Linked DNA regions of Hordeum vulgare: region 2 is linked to region 1. A link is a contact called in public Hi-C data. All regions are on one chromosome and are shown on one strand. The core of a region is the stretch at or near the end of the contact, and the rest is flanking DNA. Distances in the headings are between cores, read along the strand shown.

Evidence for each region. A called contact is a pair of places that touch in the nucleus more often than the background predicts.
Region 2: a contact with region 1 is called in a Hi-C map of leaf, with 3 times the contacts expected there. The contact joins two enhancer-like sites. A contact is called at or near these places in 3 of 6 Hi-C or Micro-C datasets (leaf and seedling).

The regions. Positions count from the first base shown.
Region 1 is chr7H:503,432,143-503,435,926 of MorexV3_pseudomolecules_assembly, reverse strand. No RefSeq gene overlaps it. Among protein-coding and RNA genes, the nearest start is that of LOC123409599, 110 kb to the right of the region's middle. Within about 2 kb of position 1,441, at least 2 of the 3 cell types and tissues checked have open chromatin away from gene starts, as enhancers often do. A contact at or near this core is called in leaf, where this site is marked.
Region 2 is chr7H:503,979,448-503,983,039 of MorexV3_pseudomolecules_assembly, reverse strand. No RefSeq gene overlaps it. Among protein-coding and RNA genes, the nearest start is that of LOC123413439, 4.4 kb to the left of the region's middle. Within about 2 kb of position 1,514, at least 3 of the 3 cell types and tissues checked have open chromatin away from gene starts, as enhancers often do. A contact at or near this core is called in leaf, where this site is marked.

The DNA.
Region 1 (3,784 bases), core at 192-2,691:
CAACCTATAGACCCTAACATACGAAGAAAACCTCTTTGCTCCCCTAACTCAAGTAATATATCTCTATCTTCTTCATTTGGAGATCTCATATACTAGTTCCCAAAGACTTCACAAATAGCTATGACAAACTTTTTGCAAGTTGCTAGATTAGTAGATTCTCCCGAGCGACAATACTCATCCGCGACATCAAAAACATATCCATAAGTTAGTAGTCGCATTGCGGCTGCCATCTTTTGTAGAGGATGCAACCCAAGAGCTCGAACAGAATTTCTTTTTTGCTTAAAATAACTATCATGCTCAAATACTACTTCAGCTATGTGATTAAACAAATCACGAGACATTCTATACTTGTGCGTATAAACAAATATGAGATAGAGAGATGACAAATAGGCAAATAAAGAATAATGTTATAATACTAACCTTTGACATAAACAAATATGAGATAGGAAGATGACAAATAGGCAGATAGAGAATAATGTTATAATACTAACCTTTGACGAAAGTAACTTTCGGGAAAAGTTGGATTTTCTTTGAAGTAGTCGTCCGAGAGTAGAATAAATCCGGCATCTCTTCTGCGATACAAATACTGCCGGCCCAGCGTGGACCCGCCGTGACGTCGACCATTCGCCTCCTCTTCATCCTGGCACTCCGCAAAAGCTGTAAGAATTAGATCGTCATTGTCCGATGAAGACAACGACAACGAATTCATGAGCATATCCGAAACGAATCCTGTTTCACTCATTGTATTGTAGGAGTGAAGACACAAGATTTGGAAGAGAGATCAGAGAAGCACAAGATGAAATTATTTAAAAGAGGTGAGAATGGATGATATATATATGCCCGTTGGAGGTTATAAAATGGTAATTAAATTGGTAGTTATAAAACATTATTAAAATATAGAAGAGAGAATATAAACCTTCTATATATAGGCATTCAACGTGTATACGAGGAAATCTTTCCAGTTCATTATCTATATGAATATATAAACATCGAAATATAGACATTGGAGATGCTCTTACTGTTACAACCACCCCAAACAGATAAATGCGCAGATTTTATGATCTACTCAGACAAATCTGACGAACGCTTCAGCACATTAATTCGCGCCTGACAGGACAAACAAGGGCTAGCAAGCAGCACGCAACCATCTGCTGAAACCTAGAAGCCTCATACGAGGCCAGCTCTAGCCGAAACTTTTTAGTGACCCCCAAAAGGCGACCGGTGTAATTTTTTGCCGGATTTTGTGGCGCCCATTCCCCCGTCCTGACGCATCTAGTGCGCTTGACCGTGATCTTTCTCGGCCGCCTGCCTCCTGCGTTCCATGAACCAACACGGGCCGGGGCTTGTGCAAGTTGCTTTCTTGTCCCGATTAATCCCTTCTTCCGTTCCGGCGAGCGCGCGGCCGTATGGCTCCAGTTTCCGCCGGGTTCCTTTTATGTGGATCCGGTTGCGTCCGGTCCCGCTGCCGTGCTGCCCGGCGACCTGGACGCTGTGACGCCGCGCGTTGGAACCAGTGGCGGCGATCGCCTCGATCTAACAGTCGCCGTCGCGGGAAATTCCCGACAGGGATGGTACATGGTTCTGGTTCGGACAAACAGAGTTGCTACTTATTTGAGATATTATTATTTCTACCTGAGATATACTCCGTATGTTCTTGTGACCAATGGCTTCGTTGATTGGACGGCCTGAGCGATGAACTGATGGTGCTAACATAAACGCGGCTTATCGTCATCTTGATTACCAGCGCTGCCTTATCCACTCATCTGGATTCGTAGCTGCTGTACGTGTGTTGGCGTGATAACGAATGACTGGACTGGTGATTGACGTATGTATGTATTCACGTTTCTTTTCTAGTAGTACGTACTAATTTTCACGGAAACGCTAAACCACACGCTCGTGATCTGTTGATCTTGTTCTTGCAAAGTCACCTTCTTTTTAGAGTTCTTTTTATGTCGTGATTATCTACCTGCTGGATATTTGCGCTAAAGCAGAGGAATATGAAATTTTCTTATGATGACACTGTTCATTCATTCGATTCAAGAAATTGATCATAGGAAAAAGAGAGGGATTTTTTTTTCTTTGGATTGAGTTCCATAGGTAAAATAAAGTAATTTGACAATCCACTCAAACCTATTTTTACATTCCTACGCGGAGAGAGCTAGATAAAGCAGACCCTGTCGTATGCTCATGTAAGGAAATAGTTTTTTCATCTTCGTTCAAAAAACATAGTTTGTCATCTCTTTTTTAGATGTATGGTAGCTAAGAAAATCTGTGTTACTGCTAGCTCTATGCTAGGGAGATGTCTAGGTGGTAATTTAGAGTCCATAGCATCCTTTTGGATTGCTGGCAAACCATTAGACCATGTTAACAATATTTGATCTGCTATCCTTTTGGCTATATGAAGACATAGAAATAACATGATCTTTAATGGTGTGTCATGGCTTTCTGTTAAACAGATTTGGTGGATGGCTTTAAAGCTCACGAGGAAATAGACACTACTAGGGAAAAGCCTATACAGAGGACCTCAGTAGTAGCGCTGAAAAAAATAACACGCTGCTGTTAATTAGCAGTAGCGCTGATCCAGTTGAGCGCTACTACTAAGAGCTTAGCAGTAGCGCTGCTTGTTAGAAAAGCGCTACTACTATGTAGGACCAGACGATGCCACCGACGGTAGCTAGAGTAGCAGCGTTGCCCATAATCCAGCGCTACTGCTAAGTTTTTAGCAGTAGCGCTTTGTTTTGCACCACCGCTGTTGCTAGTGGGCCCCAATTAGTAGTAGCGCGCTTCTGTAACAAGCGCACTACTAAAATAATAGCAGCAACGCGTTTTGGTATGCAGCGCTACTGCTAGTTGCGGCTGGTGCCACCTTTCTACCCCTTCCCCCTCTTCTCCCCCACTTTGACCTACCTCCCCCTCCTTTCCCCTCTCCACTCTCCACATCATTGTTGCTCTTCTTCTCTCTTCCTCCTACCTCTATTCTCTCCTCATTAATGTCCCCCTTCACCGTAACTCTCCTTCATAAATGGCCTCTCTCACATCTCTCTTGGTCCTAGCTAGCTACCTCTCTTCCTCTCCCCATTAATGCCCCCCTTCACCATAACTCCCTCTCCATTAGTTAGATAACTAGATTCACCTCTCCTCCCCAACAACTAGATCTAGCTAGCTATTTAGCCATCCACACGTGCTCTTTCGATCGGTCACTCTCTCATCATCTCTCTCGGGCCGGGAGATATATAGGTGAGTAAAAAAAGTTGTTCATTTGAAGAACGGAAATATGTGTGTGAATGAGAATATGTGTGTTTGGGATATATATATATATATATATATATATATATATATATATATATATGTGGAGAGATTTGTGCGAGTGTGACATGCCCTCGAGTTGCTTATGTTTTGCCGAAATGTTGATTTATTTCCGGTTCGGTGAATTTCGAGCAAAGTCAATATGTCCTATTTTTAGGCAAGGTCATGCCAAAAATTTATATGACTTTGAAGCATGCATGCATGCATTATTTATTTTATAACCCTTTTGCTTGTTATATACCGTGCAGTCGGTCATGAAGGTGAGTGGATGGAAGGTGGAGCGGTACATGCAATCCGCGGTGATGGACATGCATGCAAATAATCGGACTAGGATTAGATGTCCGTGTGCAAGATGCAAGGAAGGAGTCCTTTTGGACCCTTTTGATCGTGGCACTTTGAAGGCGCGCCTGCTGATGAATGGTTTCATCGATGGCTATACTAGGTGGATAACTGAAGAAGACAATGATTATGAGGACGT
Region 2 (3,592 bases), core at 265-2,764, 550 kb before region 1:
ACAAGAGATTAATAAATTAAAAAATATCAGATTACCTGAAGGCCAGCCCCAACATGTGAACCTAGACCCTCAATGGCTTGCATGTTGGCAAGGCCACACCCATCAGGTTTCATACAAGAAACCTGCAGACAAAAGATTGCAGCTCAGAAACAATAATTGCTATATATAGTCGATATATGCTGGTGCTTTGTTATCATTTCATATCAGATAAGATTTGATGCAAGCCATAAATGGTACAGCTCAAGTGATAGACTATGAGTTCCGAACAGAAGTATGAAATTAATCTGGCATCTACCAAAAGACATCCCAAACAGTTTTGGAAGTTTACAAAAGTAGGACTTGCATACACATTAACTTTATTTATGAGCTATACTTTTATGATTTTTTAAACTCTCGAGTCATTTTGTGCTTTGGGCAACTTTAGTGCTGGTGCAGGTCATGTCAGCAGGCCAGCATTAGTAAATGATGCATATTAATTCATAAACAATAGTGCAATGATCTCTTGCATTTACTACATAGAGCATTAGAGCAGTTTCGCTTACAAAACAGGACTGAAAGAGGCATATTGACAACTACGTTATGTCTTCACAGAGAAAGGAAAGGTGCATTGGCTTTCATGCTTGATTCGCAGATCTGGTTCAGCCGTCTCTTTTATCCTTATTGCAGTTAGCACCTCCCATACTATGATCCATCTTCCTTTCTAAGCATAATTTCAGAATGGTACAGCATTTAGTTTGAAGATATGTGGCTGTGGTTCATCTCTTCATCCCACCCGTAGGTTAACCTTATCCCTGATCAGTCCGCCTTTGCCTCTTCCCATTTTTGTTGTTTCTCTGGTAGCTACCGGTTGTTGTGGGCGTGTACCCCTCACAACCACCAACTGGTTTCCTATGTGAACACATCACCATCATCTTGGGTAGTCAAATGGCAACAATTGTTACAGTTATTATATGATTTAGTATGATTTCTGCTTGTGTGCATTTCTTTCGCTACTAGTCACAAACCCTGGTTATTCGTATTGTGAGATTGTTAGTCCCAATACTCGGCAAGACTTCTCGACATTGATTATGATGGATATGACCTAAACTTCAATGCTGTTTGATTTTTTTCATGAGCCGAGTTCAGTAGCACCTTGTCAAACATCCTGGCCATATTTTTCTTCGCCGCTTGAACTAGGGAAAGAGTTCAGAAGAAGAATGGATACTCTATGTTAGAACCTGGCTGCTGATTCCTATACCAATACATGGCGATCACCATTATGCCGGGCCATTCCTGCATATGTCTTCTGTAGTTTCTTTGGCCTATATAGATGAGTGCCAACAACCTACCCCAACTAATTATGTACTACTTCAAAAAATCTGCTACTGTTAGTGGTCATTACCACATGTGTAGCTACTGTAATTGCCTTGTGTTCAATCACCAGCCACGCATTCGCTGTTACCCCCACAGAGGCTGTTACCCCCACAGAGGGTCCCTGTAGACATGGTGCACAGTGTCCTTTTGCTCCAAGCCATGACCCCTTTGGATTTGCAGAGCGTTTCTGAAAGGTACGTATTTGTTCAGGCCAAGTCTATCATTGAGAGCTTTGCCTTGCCACCTTACAACTCGTGACAGCGAATGAATTACTCGCTCCCTCCCCCCTCTCTCTCCAGGAGTGATTCAAAGACCGTATACGTATGCATCCTAGCCATCATACAAACCGGCAGCTGCCCCTCTGTTAGAAACATTATCCAGCCGTAGCCCGTAGGGATGATACGGACAAGATGTTTGACAGTGCTGTCTCGATCTTTCGCAGACCAGTGTGTGTGTGAACCATACTGCCGATACCATGACCTATCTCAAGTGTCTTATCAGAAAAAAAACTAGTACTATATAGCTTATATAACGCTAGATCAAGGCAAGAACATCCCTTTGAAGTTTAATTAGGATGTGATGGATTGGATACTCTTTGTCTTTTCTTTTACCGCTCATTAATCTTGTGGATGGGTTATCTTGTTGTAGACCAGTGTTGTCAACTTGTCATAGGCTAAGAATACTTGGTCTACCCAATTGCCTGATCTTTCCATCACTTGACCGTGATGATGCGCTTGATTACCAACTGATTTTTAGTGATACTCTGCCATGCCATGTGTATGCTGCTGCTCAGTGCACATGGCCTACCAAGAGATCTAGGCAGCATACAGTTCTGCTATTTCTGATAACTGTGCTATTCCCTGGGGTCAAGGCTCACTGATCACTAACTATTTGGCTCCTATCATATGCTGAATTGGAACAGTTTCTCTTCAGACACTGTATCGTTTAATGGCCACGGTCTCGATCATTTCACTGTTCGATTATTGCCTTGGTTTCGGGTTGTCTGGTACTCCGTCCGTCCCATGATATAAGAACGTTTGTACTGTACAAACCGCTCTTGTATTATGGGACAGAGGAAGTATTTGTCATATTATTATATTGCAACAATCATTATCTGATCTGGATTCTGGCTCTGGATTTGGCTCATCAGGCCAGAAATCTACTTCATCTGGTTGATCTGATGTGCCGGCCGACCAGCCGAGAAGAAGAATCAGAGTCCAATACTGCTTACTTACCCTGTTTTTGTTTGTTGATGGCCTGCAGTTCCCCTGCTCGGGTTTGGCTCCTCTGCAAAGATGCTCAGAGATACGCCGTAGATATTTAGCCCCGATCTCGATGCAACGGGCCGCGGGAAACATCCATTCTTGAAGATCTCTACCGCACCACACGTAAGTGGGTCAACCCCGACTATATATCCTCCCTCGCCCAATTGCTCTCCTTTGTCATGCCAAGGCCACGATCCACGGCGCCGTCGCCGGGCTGGCCGTAAAAAGACGGGGGAAACGGGAGGGGAGGGGAGGGGAGGGGGATGATGGCAATGGCATCATCCGTCATGGCATGGCAGCTGCAGGCTGTACGTACGTGCAGAGGTGGGCGCGCACCGCCCCCCCAATTGGTCGCTTGTTTGGGCGTGCGCGGCCTCGCTGCTGCATCTGTCCCCATTCGAGGGCCAGATCACGAGGGACGGGCGCGAGGAACAAGTCGCCCAGATTTTGGCCGCACGCAGCTGGGGCTGTATGGGTTCGCTTTGCATGTGGGATCGGCCGTCGCCATCGCGGCCTCCCGCCGTGTCTGCTCCGCCTCCGCCTCCCTCGCCGCGCGCAGAGGATTTTAGGTACACTCGGTAGATAAGATCAGGCCGAGGGCTGGGAAGAGATCGTACTGCCGCTACTGAGCGCTCAAGGGGCGCGCGTCGCGTGGACGGACGATCTATTCTAGCGGGCGGGGGAGAGAGCCGGCTTCGTTACGTTTGCCTTGCCTATTTTGGGAATCGGTGGCCTCGGCGTGGTGCCTCTGTGTCCGTGATGGTAAGTGGCGGTGGTACATGCATGCATGCATGTGTGATGTGTCATGATGAACGTTTGGAACTACTCTACGCGCGATCTAGAGTACGATGGACGAGATCATGGCAAGTTTGATAGTTTGGCATTCTCATCCCAAATGTCCCCAAGTGACAAAGTAATTTTAGATGCAAAGAAGTTGCATAAAAGAGCTTCATGTAATGGCAACAACTGTTTGT